Regions from separate parts of the Mus musculus genome. Here regions 2 and 3 are each linked to region 1. A link is a contact called in public HiChIP or PLAC-seq data. All regions are on one chromosome and are shown on one strand. The core of a region is the stretch at or near the end of the contact, and the rest is flanking DNA. Distances in the headings are between cores, read along the strand shown. Region 1 holds the start of P2rx2 (purinergic receptor P2X, ligand-gated ion channel, 2). Region 2 overlaps Fbrsl1 (fibrosin-like 1). Region 3 has its middle 21 kb from the start of Fbrsl1.

What was found. HiChIP or PLAC-seq counts read pairs in DNA pulled down with a chosen protein or histone mark.
Region 2: a contact with region 1 is called in an H3K4me3 HiChIP or PLAC-seq map of bone marrow-derived macrophages, with 2.7 times the contacts expected there. The contact joins the enhancer-like site here to the promoter of P2rx2 in region 1. A contact is called at or near these places in 23 of 39 promoter capture datasets (the 3T3-L1 cell line, 3T3-L1-derived adipocytes, the C10 cell line and 14 more), 7 of 15 datasets of contacts at CTCF or cohesin (the G1E-ER4 cell line, the NIH/3T3 cell line, embryonic stem cells and 3 more), 140 of 484 Hi-C or Micro-C datasets (the 3T3-L1 cell line, the AML12 cell line, B cells and 79 more), 20 of 115 datasets of contacts at active chromatin or transcription factors (the HPC-7 cell line, Th17 cells, bone marrow-derived dendritic cells and 9 more) and 6 of 9 other capture datasets (adipose tissue, embryonic stem cells, embryonic tail and 3 more).
Region 3: an H3K4me3 HiChIP or PLAC-seq map of embryonic stem cells shows a contact between it and region 1, with 4 times the contacts expected there. The contact joins the enhancer-like site here to the promoter of P2rx2 in region 1. A contact is called at or near these places in 14 of 39 promoter capture datasets (the C10 cell line, the HPC-7 cell line, cranial neural crest and 8 more), 2 of 484 Hi-C or Micro-C datasets (embryonic stem cells and liver), 3 of 115 datasets of contacts at active chromatin or transcription factors (all in embryonic stem cells) and 3 of 9 other capture datasets (adipose tissue, liver and pancreatic islet).

Annotation. Positions count from the first base shown.
Region 1 is chr5:110,341,708-110,345,762 of GRCm38.p6, forward strand. P2rx2 (purinergic receptor P2X, ligand-gated ion channel, 2) reads right to left here and starts at 1,328. Exons shown (of 11, transcript NM_153400.4): 1 at 1,073-1,328; 2 at 793-928; 3 at 626-697; 4 at 471-546; 5 at 298-394; 6 at 67-147. The coding sequence starts at 1,248. Lrcol1 (leucine rich colipase-like 1) reads left to right here and starts at 3,023. Exons shown (of 6, transcript NM_001310709.1): 1 at 3,023-3,122.
Region 2 is chr5:110,419,516-110,423,936 of GRCm38.p6, forward strand. All of the region lies in intron 2 of Fbrsl1 (fibrosin-like 1), which reads right to left. Among named protein-coding and RNA genes, the nearest start is that of Fbrsl1, 27 kb to the right of the region's middle. Within about 2 kb of position 1,631, at least 35 of the 459 cell types and tissues checked have an H3K27ac peak or open chromatin away from gene starts, as enhancers often do. A contact at or near this core is called in the HPC-7 cell line, bone marrow-derived dendritic cells, bone marrow-derived macrophages and 5 more, where this site is marked.
Region 3 is chr5:110,467,536-110,471,565 of GRCm38.p6, forward strand. No RefSeq gene overlaps it. Among named protein-coding and RNA genes, the nearest start is that of Fbrsl1, 21 kb to the left of the region's middle. Within about 2 kb of position 1,921, at least 11 of the 459 cell types and tissues checked have an H3K27ac peak or open chromatin away from gene starts, as enhancers often do. A contact at or near this core is called in embryonic stem cells, where this site is marked.

The DNA.
Region 1 (4,055 bases), core at 78-2,577:
CAAACACCTGCTCCCAGCACATGCCTACATACTGGTCGGGCATTTGCAATTACTCCTCAGACTCACTTGGAGAACTTGAACTTGGGATAGTGGATGCTGTTCTTGATGAGGATGGTGAAATTTGGGGCCATTTTACCCAGAAAATGGCTGCAAAGTTACAGACAGTGGTTTAGTCTCCTTTCCCCCAAATCCCAAGGGCAGGAAGGAGGACATGGTCTCCCTCCTCCTCCCAGTTAATCTGATCTTCATCAGTAAGGAGAAAGGAGACTGCCGATGGGGTCTGTAGATCCTGCATACTTTTCAGAAGTCCCATCCTCCACCGGGCACCAGGCTGACACCTCGCAGGTCTTGGAGTCCCCATGGTAATAGGGTACACAGCGTCCTGTCCGAATCCCTACAGGACACACACTGGTTAATCTACTGAGGTCAGGCTAACCCTGCCTTCCCCACTGTCCCTGATGCACACTGACCATTGCCCTGCATGTCCAGCTGTCCGGCCACACAGTCGTCATCTAAATGGCAGGTAGAGCTGTGAACCCTCATGCTCTAGGGTGGAGATTGTAGGTTAGAGGGTAGACTCTGCAACTGGCCTAGGTTTTCCCAGACCACCCTTGACCGGCCTCACCTCTGGGCATGTTCCCAGGGTCTGGGAAGGAGTAACCTCGATCCTGGTGATGATGCTGACTACACTGCCCCCCTGGGTGCAGAAATAAAGGCGCGGTGGGCCTGTCAGCTCACTCAGACGGGTCACACCGCGGAGGAGCATCGGGCCTGGGGCAGGAAGCGCCGCACCTCCGGGGGCTTTACGTATTCCTCCACGTCCCACACTTTGTGTTCCGACATGGTGATCCCCTTGACTTTGGTGATGATGGAGCTCTCCGGACCGGTTTCGCTATCCTGGTAGCTTTTCTGCACGATGAAGACGTACCTGTGGGATAGGGCGGTGCCGGCTCCGGAGGCAACCCTGGAGAGACCAGGATATCCCTCTCCTAAAGCCCTAAGGGCGCCCGCACAAGCCCAGGGCTGAGTATCCCCTCCCGCCCGATTGCCCACTGTGCCCCGGCCGGCGCACCACACGAAGTAAAGCAGAATGAGCAGCTGCACCATGCGGTGCACGAATCCCAGGCGCCGATTCCGCACCACGATCACCTTGGGCGTCTCGTAGTCCCAGAACGCGGACCAGCAGCCCCGGGCCAAGCGCCGGACCATGGCCGCCCCCGCGGGAAGCCGGGGCTGTGCAGCGGCCATGGCCCAAGGAGCTCGGTCCACAAGAGCTGCTGGAGCGCCTCACACTCTCGGCCTCTCGTGGGCAGGCTGGGGGTGTGGCCTCGCTCCCCGCCCTTTGTGACAGTAGCAATCTAGTCCCTTTCCAGTCTTACTGAAGACTGCAGGTGCGGCGGGGTGCGGCTCAGAGTGCAGCCTGGTGGTGCAGTTGGTGGATCACAACTCCAGTTTGGTGACAAGAAGAGCGGAGAGGCCAGGCCAGCCCGGAGAGCCCCGGGAGGAGCCCAAGAGAAGCTCCACACTGGGCGCTTTCCTCATCACTCAGAGGATCAGGGGCTGACGGCAGGCACCCCAGGTTTCTCATAGCAGACACACAAGGGCGCAGCCCCAACCCTCATTTCTCCAAGGAACTGCCCAGCATTGGGATGTTAATTCCGCTTCCCCCTCCAACCCCCCCACACCCCTTGCAAACCGAAATTGTTTGCTGGTAACTGATCAGGTCTCTCCTGCGCCCAGGTTATTTGAAGCAAATACCAAACATCTTAATATGTCTCAGCGAGATGATTTTAAGCTGTCTTTTATGGAAATAAAATGCATTTAGCGTATGAACAACCCAATGAGTGTAGTACATGCTGCTGTACGTTGTGCAGTCCCCTTCATTGGACAACACAAAACCCGTTCTCCCACCTCAGAACAAACCCCTGTCCATAAAGCCGCCATTCCTGTTCCCACAGTAGTCTTCATGTCTCAAAAAGGTTTTTATTTGAAATACGATACCTACGTCTGGCTTTATCGTGTTTTCAAGATCCACCCACATCTTTGCTAATACTTCAAAGTAAGACCAGAGCAAATCCATCCTTGGCAAACCTGGACATCTCTTTGCTGTTGCTAATAGTACAGCTAAATTGCATATTTGAACTGTTTGATTAAATCTGACCAGTGCCTAGGGAGCAACGGCAATCTAATTTAGAACAACTGAATGCATAATTTTAGGGAATATTTTGTAACAAAAGACTGGGTCTTGGCCCATCTCAGACGCCAGTTGTCCAGATCCCTTCCAGACAGGACCTCCCCACCCGAAATCACCAAGCTGATCACATCCTTCCTGTTTTCCACCAAGGACCTTCATGGATCCTGGTGCCATTCTTTGTGAGTCCTTCTTTCTTAGAAAAGTCCTGCTTTAATTTGCCTGAGGCTGAGCATGCTTATACAAAACCAGTAATCCCACCACTTGAGAGGTGGAGACAGGAGGATTGTAAGTAGTCAGTCCTAGTCAATCATTAAAGAGCTAACAAGGAGAGCTGCTGGAGCTAGGTGGTGGAACACTTGTCTAGTACTTGTGAGGCCCTGGGTTAAGTCTCCACGCCCCCCACCCAGGGGCAAAAATCTCAAGTGAACGAACAGCCCACACACTATAGAACAGACAGAAGGATTGATAAATGAGAACAAACTGAGACTATTATCAGGGGGCAGAGTCAGCACCAGACATGAGCACCTGACTTAGGAGTGGAGAAAGGGAACTCTGGGTGCCTAAGGAGTTGTGGTCCTAGGGCGGGGTGGGGGGTGGGGAGGACAGTGGGGAGGGGGCACAAAGAGTGGGTGTCCTACACTGCTGGGTAGGGGTTTGTTTGGCTATTGGTAGCTGGTCTTGATTTGGAACAGAAGCAAAAAGCAGGAAAGCAGGTAAAGTATGGTGGGAGGCCATGTCCACGGAATCTCTACATTCTGTGCAGAGGGCGGGGCAGGAAGTGGAGTGGAGTTGAGTTACTGCTCAGAGACTTGAGGCCAAGTACCCTTGGCTAACCTGTAACCCTCTACTTCAAGGCTGACGTCTGCTTGGAAACTGCAGTTTGGCTGCTCTCGCTGCACAGAGGAGCAAGTGGACCTGAGGCAAGGAGGTAGGGCCACTGGGAACTCAGCAGTTCCAAAAACTACCTTTCTACTCCCAGGAATAACTCAGATTGTTCCTGTCCTGTGGTACCTGGCAGGAAACAGGAGAAAGATAGTCTAGTTTCTGGGTCTACCCAGCGGTTGCAATCATCCCTCTTTCCCCTCAAAACAGAGTGAAAAGTTCATTGTAAAATGGCTTCTTCTGAGACGGTGCACACCCTGGAAAACTCCTGCTTTGTACAATATGAAATAACTTAGAGAAGGGTGTAGCCTGATCTCAATAGCCCTCCGTGCCCAACAGAGCACATCTTCCCATTAAACAGTGCCTTTCTAGGCCCTGACACCACTCTTCCATCTGTCTCCGTGGACCTGATGATTCCCAGGCCCTTATGTAAGTGGCGTTCAACAGTATTTGGCCTTTTGTGACTAGCTGATTTATTTAACACGGTGCGCTCAGGGCTTTCCTGTGCAGTAGTCCTTTATGAACAGTGGTGATCTGTGACCCTTTTATACTGGGCTTCTCATGGGCAATAGCAGAGTGCTCTTGGGCTGTGTGAGGTATATCCTGTCCAACTTGGAAACAGGACCTTGTCAGGACTTAAAGGGAAGGTTGCGGCTTAAAAACAAAAATCGCTTCCTGGTTTCAAACACAAGAAGAACACGGCAAGTTTGAAATTCAAAAGCGTTCAGGTTGTGGCTCAATTGATGACATATGAAGCCTATTTAGCTATATGGAAAGAACACTGGCTGAGTTTGTACAATAGCTGTGGATCTGCTCCTTTGACTGGGACAGTGCTATGTGCCCTTGAGTTCCTGGTGGCAAGGGGCATCTAGGACCTTTGACTTGCTGTGAAGGAAACAAGAGTAGATTCTTTCCACCCTTAGCAATCGGTCCCATTCCTGCGGCTGGTACAGTCAACCACAGGCAGTGACTGGGAAAA
Region 2 (4,421 bases), core at 381-2,880, 78 kb after region 1:
TGTCCATGGATTGAAAACCCCACTTCCTGCAGTTTTATAAAGCTGAGTCCTGTATTCTGGAAACAGACACATGGGAAGATATTTATTACCTTCTGTAACCAGGTGGATCTAAAACAGCGCCACCTGCTTGCCCTTTGGTGTTTCTGGCTTTTTACTCACTCTGAGGAAGTTTCCTATGAGCTATGCCAGAGGCAGGGAGATACCATGCTTCCATCTCCGGCATTTATGGAAGGATGAAATCAGTGAACCTCCGTCAGCCTAGAGTCAGAAAGCGGCTTGTTTGCTTGAGGGGTGGGGGGGCAGATGAGAATAGCTATACTTATAGCTACTTTTAGGCCTTGTAGACCAGCCACCAGTCCATCCGCTCATCGACCCAAATAACCAGCTCTACAAGCCAACGTGCCCCGAGTTCTTGTACACTGGGCCCTTCTGGACAACGGACAGACACACACCCTTCCATGCATGGGGCCTTCAAAATCATATGGCTCCCAGTTACTGTAAGGGGAAAAAAAAGCCAGCCTGAAAGACAGCAGCACGTGCTAAGAGGGCAAACTGCAGAGAAAGGTAGGAGGACCGACCACCAAAGGGCCGCTCTATGTTGGCAGTGTTTCATTTGTTCTGTGACACAACCACAAGGATGGACAAAGGTGGGCGAGTTTGCAGGCACCAGTTTAGGAGGCTCCAGACATGGAAGAGAGGTCAAGGCTGCTCCAATCATTTGAAGTTTGCTCCTGTAACATGTCTGGGTGACTATGGCCTACAGGCTCCTGTGCAACCTCAGTGGCCCAGGAGGTTTACAGGGAATGGCTGGAAGCCCAGTCTCAGGGAGGAACCACAGGTACTTTGCCGACACACACAGCTCCCTTACAAATCCGTGGGCGGGCAGGTACTTCTGAGCAGTTCTCCTGGGCTTGGATGTCCGCCAACATGGAGTCCATGCAACTGCACATGCACCCCAGGGGGACACAGCCACATTCAGTCTCTACCTCTCCCCTTGTAGTCCTTTCTGGGTTTCTGAGGTCACCTCTGAGACCACAGTTATTTTACTAGTCTTATAGGCTGGCTATGTTGATGGAGCCTCATGTCTGGTCTTTCATCCAGCCTCATGTAGTAGCTTAATTTATACACTATGTTGGGTATATATGCATGTGAGTATGCAGCCCACAGTGCGTATGTGGAACTTCGAGGACAACTTGTGGGAAATCACTTCTTTCCTTTCACCATGTGGGTTCCAGGAATTTGAACACGAGTTGCCAGGTTTAGCAACAAGTACCTTTACCCACTGAGCCATCTCTCTGGTTTACAACTCTTTCCTTGATATTTGTTTATTTTTATTTTGTGTACAGGTGTTTTGCCTACATATATGTGTGTGTACCATGTGCATGCATCGCCCACAGAGACCCAGAGGCCATCGATCTCCTGGAACTGGAACTACAGAAGTCTGTGAACAACCACCCAGGTGCTGGGAATTGAATCCAAGTCCTCTGGAAGAGCATACAGTGCTTTTATCACTGAGCTGCCTCTCTTGCTCCAGGCTTTAATTGTTCTTGGTGGGACTCAGCCCTTGGCTCTGGGCTGTGCAGATCTATGAGGAAGTTGCAAGGAGAAAGAAGGCTTCCAGACAAGAGGGCAGGAGAGTTCCAGGAAGTGAAACGAAGGGAGGTGGAGCAATGATTAGTCTCTCCAGACAGAGAGAGCTCACAAGAGCTCAAAGAAAGGCCAATATTGTCCTGCTGGGTTCCCAAGCTAGCTTACAATGCACTGATCTTGTAGCCTGGCATGTCCCAAGGTCCAGAAGTTTGGATGAAGTAGGCTGGTGAGCCAGGCTGCTTCCCCACCATCCAGCAGCCTCTGCCAGCATGTACTAGTGAAACACTCCCTCCTTCCTGGTGTAATTCTTTCTGGGTAGGCCATGGGACATAGAAACTACGATAACCCAAACCTGTTCAGTGTTACTCGTGTGCACGTCACCGACTAGTCAGGCAGAGAAACTGAGGTACCACATGTGATCAGTGGGACCTAGAGTGGGGGAGTCCACTCCTTGGCACCAGTGCCTGCCAAAGGCTGAAATACACACAGGGCTTCAGCTGACACTGCTCGGGCAGACAGGAGGGCAGAGTGAAAAGAGTCCTAATTCACTCCAATGGGCAGGACCAAAGCAAGGGCAGTGTTGTGAGGCAAACTGGCTTTATTTCTGGTAAACCCCCAGAAATGCCTGCCAATTTCCAGAGTTCCGCTAACCAGGGCAACCAGACTAGCAGGCTGAGAAAGGGCTCCAGCAGCCATGAACAGTGGCTCTAGCAATGAGGTGCCTCCTTCCCCCTACTCAACACCAGGCTGCACATGGAAGTCACGCTTCCAGGGCTGGGGGCCAAGTGAACTGCTTGCTGTCCCAGGTAGGAAGCATGTGGTTTACTCTAGTACTCAGATACACTGAGGTTTTGGGTACAGAGCTAGCCTGTCCAAGGGTTGGGCCCTGAGCCATCTGTTGCTGAGCAGATGATGAAGGGACCAGAAGTATCCCTTTTCACTTGCAGAAGTTAGAAAGTCTACCAGAACCCAGACCCAGAGAGCACACGTGGACACACGTGTGATCATGTACATGTCTGAGGTTGTCCATGAAATGCATACTATCTAGTGTACGCACCTCACCTGCTCCCCAGATACCTTTATGCTCTAGAACACTTCAAGGGGATACACACAAAGGCCCACTGGACCCTGGAATCCCATTATTCAGGCTGAAAACACAAACAAGACCGTAGGAATAGCAACCCTGGGTAAGTACAGGACATAGCCAGGATGGTATGCAGGAGTCTGATGAGTCCCATCCATGCTGGAGTAGTCACAGGGAGACAGACACACCACCTCAACTGTTTCATACCCAGACGAATGCTTTACTTGTGGCTTCCTACAGTCCACTTAACCTCTGCACTTGAAAGAGGGAGACAAGGATAGGGCAGTTCACTTCCTGGACCGAGGATGAAGAATATGGCTGCCTGGCTACTTTCTGCTATAAGCCCTGGAAAATCCCTGCAAGGGGCAGCAGCTCCCTCAGGCATCAGACCCAGGGTAGGCCAGAGAGGTGGACGCATGGTTGGCTCCCCATTGTTCAAGGTGAAGAGCCAGTGGAAGATACACTTGCAGCATGTCAACCTATATATACGGTGTATCCTGTATGTACAACATGCTATCCTATATATACAATGTATCCTGTATGCACAGCATGTCATCCTACATATACTGTGTATCATGTATGGGCAGCATGCCAAATGAACACACCATGCCAAGCATGTAAGCATGTATGGTATTCCATGTATGCCATAAGTACATCTTGAATACATGGCATTCTATGTGCATAATACATCCTATGTGTACAGTGCACCCCATGTGCACATTATACCATATGTACATGGTGTGTCCTGTACACACAAGTGCATTCTCTATAGATGTTGCGCCCATGGCTCTGGCCCTTCAGCAGTCACTCTATGCCTATTCTTTTTTTTTTTTTTTTTTTTTTTTTTTTTGGTTTTTTGAGACAGGACTTTTCTGTATAGCTCTGGCTGTCCTGGAACTCACTTTGTAGACCAGGCTGGCCTGGCGCTCAGAAATCCACCTGCCTCTGCCACCCGAGTGCTGGGATTAAAGGCGTGTGCCACCACACCTGGCGTGCCTACTCTTTTTAGGGGAATGACCCCTGCTCCTACTGACCCATGGTCATCAGAAGGACTCTGGAGGCTACCCAGGGATAGACATCTTGAGTCTAAGCTTGGGACTGACCCAAGTTACCCAAGTAACCGATGCCCTCCTGGAGTGAGCTGTGCCAGGCAGTAACCCTGACTCACTGGATCTCACAGTGCTGCAACCAGACTTCAGCAGGGCAAGACCATGCTGAATGAGGCTCAACTGTGACTATCTCTGATACCCTCTTTTCCCCAGCCATAACCCTTACTCGTTGTTAGGTCTGAGTCCTGACTTCCCATGTCTTCTGAGACCCTAGAACAGGTGCTGGCACAGCAAAAGACCTCAGCCAGCAAAGCAGGGGAACTCACCATTTCTGTTCTGCTGACTCCAAGCCAGATGGTCCCCTACCCCTGGCCAGCAGTCCTCACTGAGCATTGCTGACTACACCCCACACTTCCCCTCCACAGGTACCTGGCTGTGGCTCTAGACCTGGGCACTCCATATAGACCTCTCCCTTCAGAACTGAGCACTCATGTAAGCAAGCACCCCAGATCTACCTGGCAAAGACACTCCATTTGCTTCTTCCCCCATTAGCACCAAGATGTCACTGTTGTTTACTACTGTCCCCAGTGGAGGGTTGGGAGATGGCTCAGTGGTTAAGGGCATACATTTCTCTTCTAGAGGTCCCAAGTTGAATTTCCAAGTGGTTTGCTATTGCTCCTCACTTTGTTGCAGCTACG
Region 3 (4,030 bases), core at 671-3,170, 130 kb after region 1:
TACACATATGCACGTATGACCGTGCATATGGTTCACATGTGTACATGGACTTCCCACATATACCCACAGACAGGCATATTTGCTTTCACCCATACACATACACACACTTAGACACACAGCTGTCCATACGGCACAATGTTTACCATGCCTATGCACAGACATGCACACACAGAGTACCAGGTATAGGATACCAGCCCTCCAGCCACTGTACTCACAGAAGCACTTCTGTCTTTCCAGAGCGCGGGGTCACTGCAGACTGCCCAGGAAATAACACCTGAAGGTTTGTTGAGAAGGAAAAGGCTCAGTGCCAGGCAAGGATGTTTCTTACCACCCCCAGCTTTACTGACTCACGACTCAGCATCCTTCTGGGGATGGAATGAGGCTGATCGCCTGGAGTGTCCTGGAGGATCTGACGGCACAAAAATGGGTGAGTGGAGGGGTCCTTGTGGGTACTAGGAATCACATACCTGGAGAGGGTGACCTGCTCAGGGGCCTAAGGGCTTGGGTGAAACCAGGACAGCAGCACAAGGAAGGACATGAGGGGGACTCTCACACGGAAGAGACAAACAGCCCAGTCAGATGTTAAGTACAAATAGAACAGTGCTTATGTGTGGGGATGTCAGCTATGGCCTGCTCAGGGGCTGAAAAGGTTCGAGCCTGGTGTCTTATTGCCAGCTTCCTGAGGATTTTCCCGCCCCCAGGAGACTGACTAAAGGTTTTGCTTGGAGGAGGCTGGAAGGTTTCTCAGGTGGCTGAGGTACAATTAGTGTAAAAAGAAGGCAAATAGGCTCACCCAGGGAGTGCAATAGCCTCCAAAGGACTCTGTGGCCCTGGGCAGCCATAGTCTAGGTCCATGACTGCCTGTACCTTCTGCTAGTAGGCTCCTTGCTGTTCTCACGGAGGGTGCTTGTAGCAGGTGCCCTGTCAGAAGGATACATGTGCCAGGCAAAGTTCACACACTCTGGTGTTTCCATGGCAATAGCTGGGTCATATCCAGCAATTGGCAAACATGTAGTGGCTCTCCAAGAAGACTGGAAGCGGTGATGCTGGCTGTGTATCCCGACGAGCATAGAGTAAGATTCAGGGCAGATTTCCCACATAGGAATCAGAACCCAGTGCCCAGAAGGCTGGAAGAGGCTCTCCAGAATCCCAGGGTTGGGACCAGCTTCCATTCCTTTCTCAGCTGTGCCAGATGTCCTCCTGAGGACCCCAAGGGGGTACACAGGATCTGGGCTGGAAAGACGTGCCTGCCATGTTTTAGTCCCAACCCTCAGACATAGCAGCCATCATGCTGAGAAAGTGGTGCCTATTCAGAGATGGTGGGAACCTTAGGAGATCCTGTCCAGCCGGAGGGAGGAGGCCACAGGGAGCGCAGCTTTAGAGGTTCTACCTGGTCCCTGGTTGTACCCTCACCCTGTTTCTTGCCTGCTATGAAGTGAGCAGGCCTCTCCTTTATGAGCTGTTCTGTACCGTAACCGTTCTGCCAAGGCTCATGGATCCTAGTAACCGTGGACCGTGGTCTCTGAAACGGTGGTGAGTCTTTCATTCATGTAAGGTTTCCTTTCTTCCTCTTGTTGAGTTTCTCTGTGTAGCATAGGCTGTCCCTGAACTCACTCTGTAGACCAGGCTGGCCCTAAACTGCCTCTGTCTCCCCAGTGCTGGGATCAAAGTTGTGTGCCACTGACACCAGGTTGTCTTCTAAGTTGTTTTTTTTTGGGGAGGGGGTAGGGGTGGGGAGGAGGTCAGGTCTTTGTTGCAGTGAACTGAAAAGCAGCTCATGTCTTATCACTGTCATTGTCATTGTTATTGCCACCACCTTCATCATCATCAGAACACCATGACCTCCAGGTGAAGGGACTACAGTGGCAGCCTACAGGGGTGGTGGGTGGGGAGGCTGCAGGGGGAACACACTTTTAGGTAAAAAAGTTAGCATGGGAGTGGTGTGCACGCCATCTGGGAAGTGGCAGTCTTTTGTGGCTCTGAAGGGCAGCGCTAACCCTTGAGCCGTTTCTGGAGCTCCCTCTTCTTTTGTATCTTTTTTGTTTTTGTTTTGGAATTTGTTTTGCAGACAAGTTTGCCTTAAACTCCAAGAAATCCACCTACTCCCTACGGAGACTAAAGGCATACATTACAGTGCTTGTTTTTGTTATTTGAATTGAATTTCGTCTCTCCGCCAGACCTTAAGCTTTCTCCTAGCTGAGGATGACCTTGAACCCTTGAGCTTGCTCTACCTCTCCCGCTAACACTTGAATTACAAAGTGCACCGGTTAGGCCTTGATTGCTAAGTGTAAGCAAAGACTTACTGGTATAGGTACCAAAAAATCTGGGAGACAAACAGGTCTCTTCTATTAAAGCTAAGCAGAGGAGAACTCTCCTCAGCCTTTATGCTGGGAGTGGAATCTGGTGTGTGACCTGTGGTTGGGTGCCATGAAGTTGCAAAGTACCTTGTGGAACCCCACAGGGGTAGAACCGTGACTATTGCTAGAGACACAGTTGGTTGTTGTGTTTTAGAAAACTATAAGGAGAAGGAATATGTTTGGTGGATGTGCAGTCAGGTGGGGGGGGGCAGGGGGGGGCTCTGTGCGCCCATGCTGAGGCATCCCTTGAGGGACCAGTATAGAATAGAGTTTATTCAGGACATGGGGAAGGGAGTTGAGGGCATAGAGACAGAGAGGAAGTGAGAGAGAGAGAGTAAAGGAGTAGAGGCCGGCCATGAACATGTAGAGAGAGGGGAGGAAGGGGAATGGGGAGAGGGGGGGAGCAGAAGCAAGGGAGCAAGAAAGAGGGGGGGGCAAGCAGCTCCTTTTATAGTGAGTCAGGTGCACCTGGCTGTTGCCAGGAAACTGTAGGACATAGCCTAGACAGAATGCCAGCACTGGTGCCCTTCACTGGCTAGTCAATACTTTAGCAAGTGGGAGTAGGGGAATAGTTTTGCATTTTAGTAATTCATCCCTCCACCCCCTTAACATTTTACCCTAAAAGGACTTCAATGCCTGCTGTGTCCCTAGGCCATTCTCCCTTCTCTTGCTTTCCAGAGGCTCCAGGGCTTGTGGCCTGGCCACCCTTATCTCTTCTGTTCCTCAAGGTCTTCCTTCTCCCACCTCCTCTGATAAAAGCACCGGACCTTGGTTCCCAGCCTGTCCTAACCCTGGCTGACCTATGGATACTTTCAGTTGGTTTGTTTTGAGACAGGGTCTCTAGCTGTCCTAGAACTTACTATGTAGATCCACTGCCTCTGTCTGTCCAATGCCATCCCCTAGGCACACCTTTAATCCTAGCCCTGGGGAGGGAGAGGCAGGTGGATCTCTGTGTCTCCAGAGAGCTTTCCAGGACAGCTAAGGCTATACAGAGAGACCCTGTCTTGAAGAATGGAGACATCGCATAATGGTACCTGGGATTTTCCCAATGAGGCCACATTTTGAGGGTTTCAATAGGTAAGATTTAAGGGCTTCTGCCAGGGCCCCTTGACTTGGCTCTTTGAGACAAATTCCAAAGAACATTGCTGAATTTGGATACATCTCTGTAATCCTAACAAAGAAAAAGAAAAAGAAAGGAAGGAAGGAAGGAAGGAAGGAAGGAAGGAAGAAGAGGAAACAAAAAAGAAAGAATGTGACTGTTCTTAGGTATGGTGGAGAAAATTTGTTGTAGATAGAGGGAAGAACATAGGTAGAGGTAGACACATCTGGGAGATTCCAGAGTGGTTATAACCCTGAGCTATGTGAGAAGAGGAAGGGAGAGGGGAAGGAGAGGAACTAGGTATAGTGGCTAGGAGGCCCAAAGAGGAGGAATAGCCAAAATGGCCAGAGTATATAGGGAAGGGCAGCTGGGGGAAGGGCAGCCCAGAGGATCTTGGGCTGGAGAAAGGTTTAGAGAAGGGGGCAGGGTATACAAGCCTTGAGTAATTGGTTGAGGCTGGGAGAACCTGGTGGCCAGGTCCACTTTGATATGTTAAATAGGCACCTCAGCCTTTTGTCCCAGGGTTTGAGACTTAACCCTAACCCCGTGGCTGAGGCAAGAATATTGCTGAGAA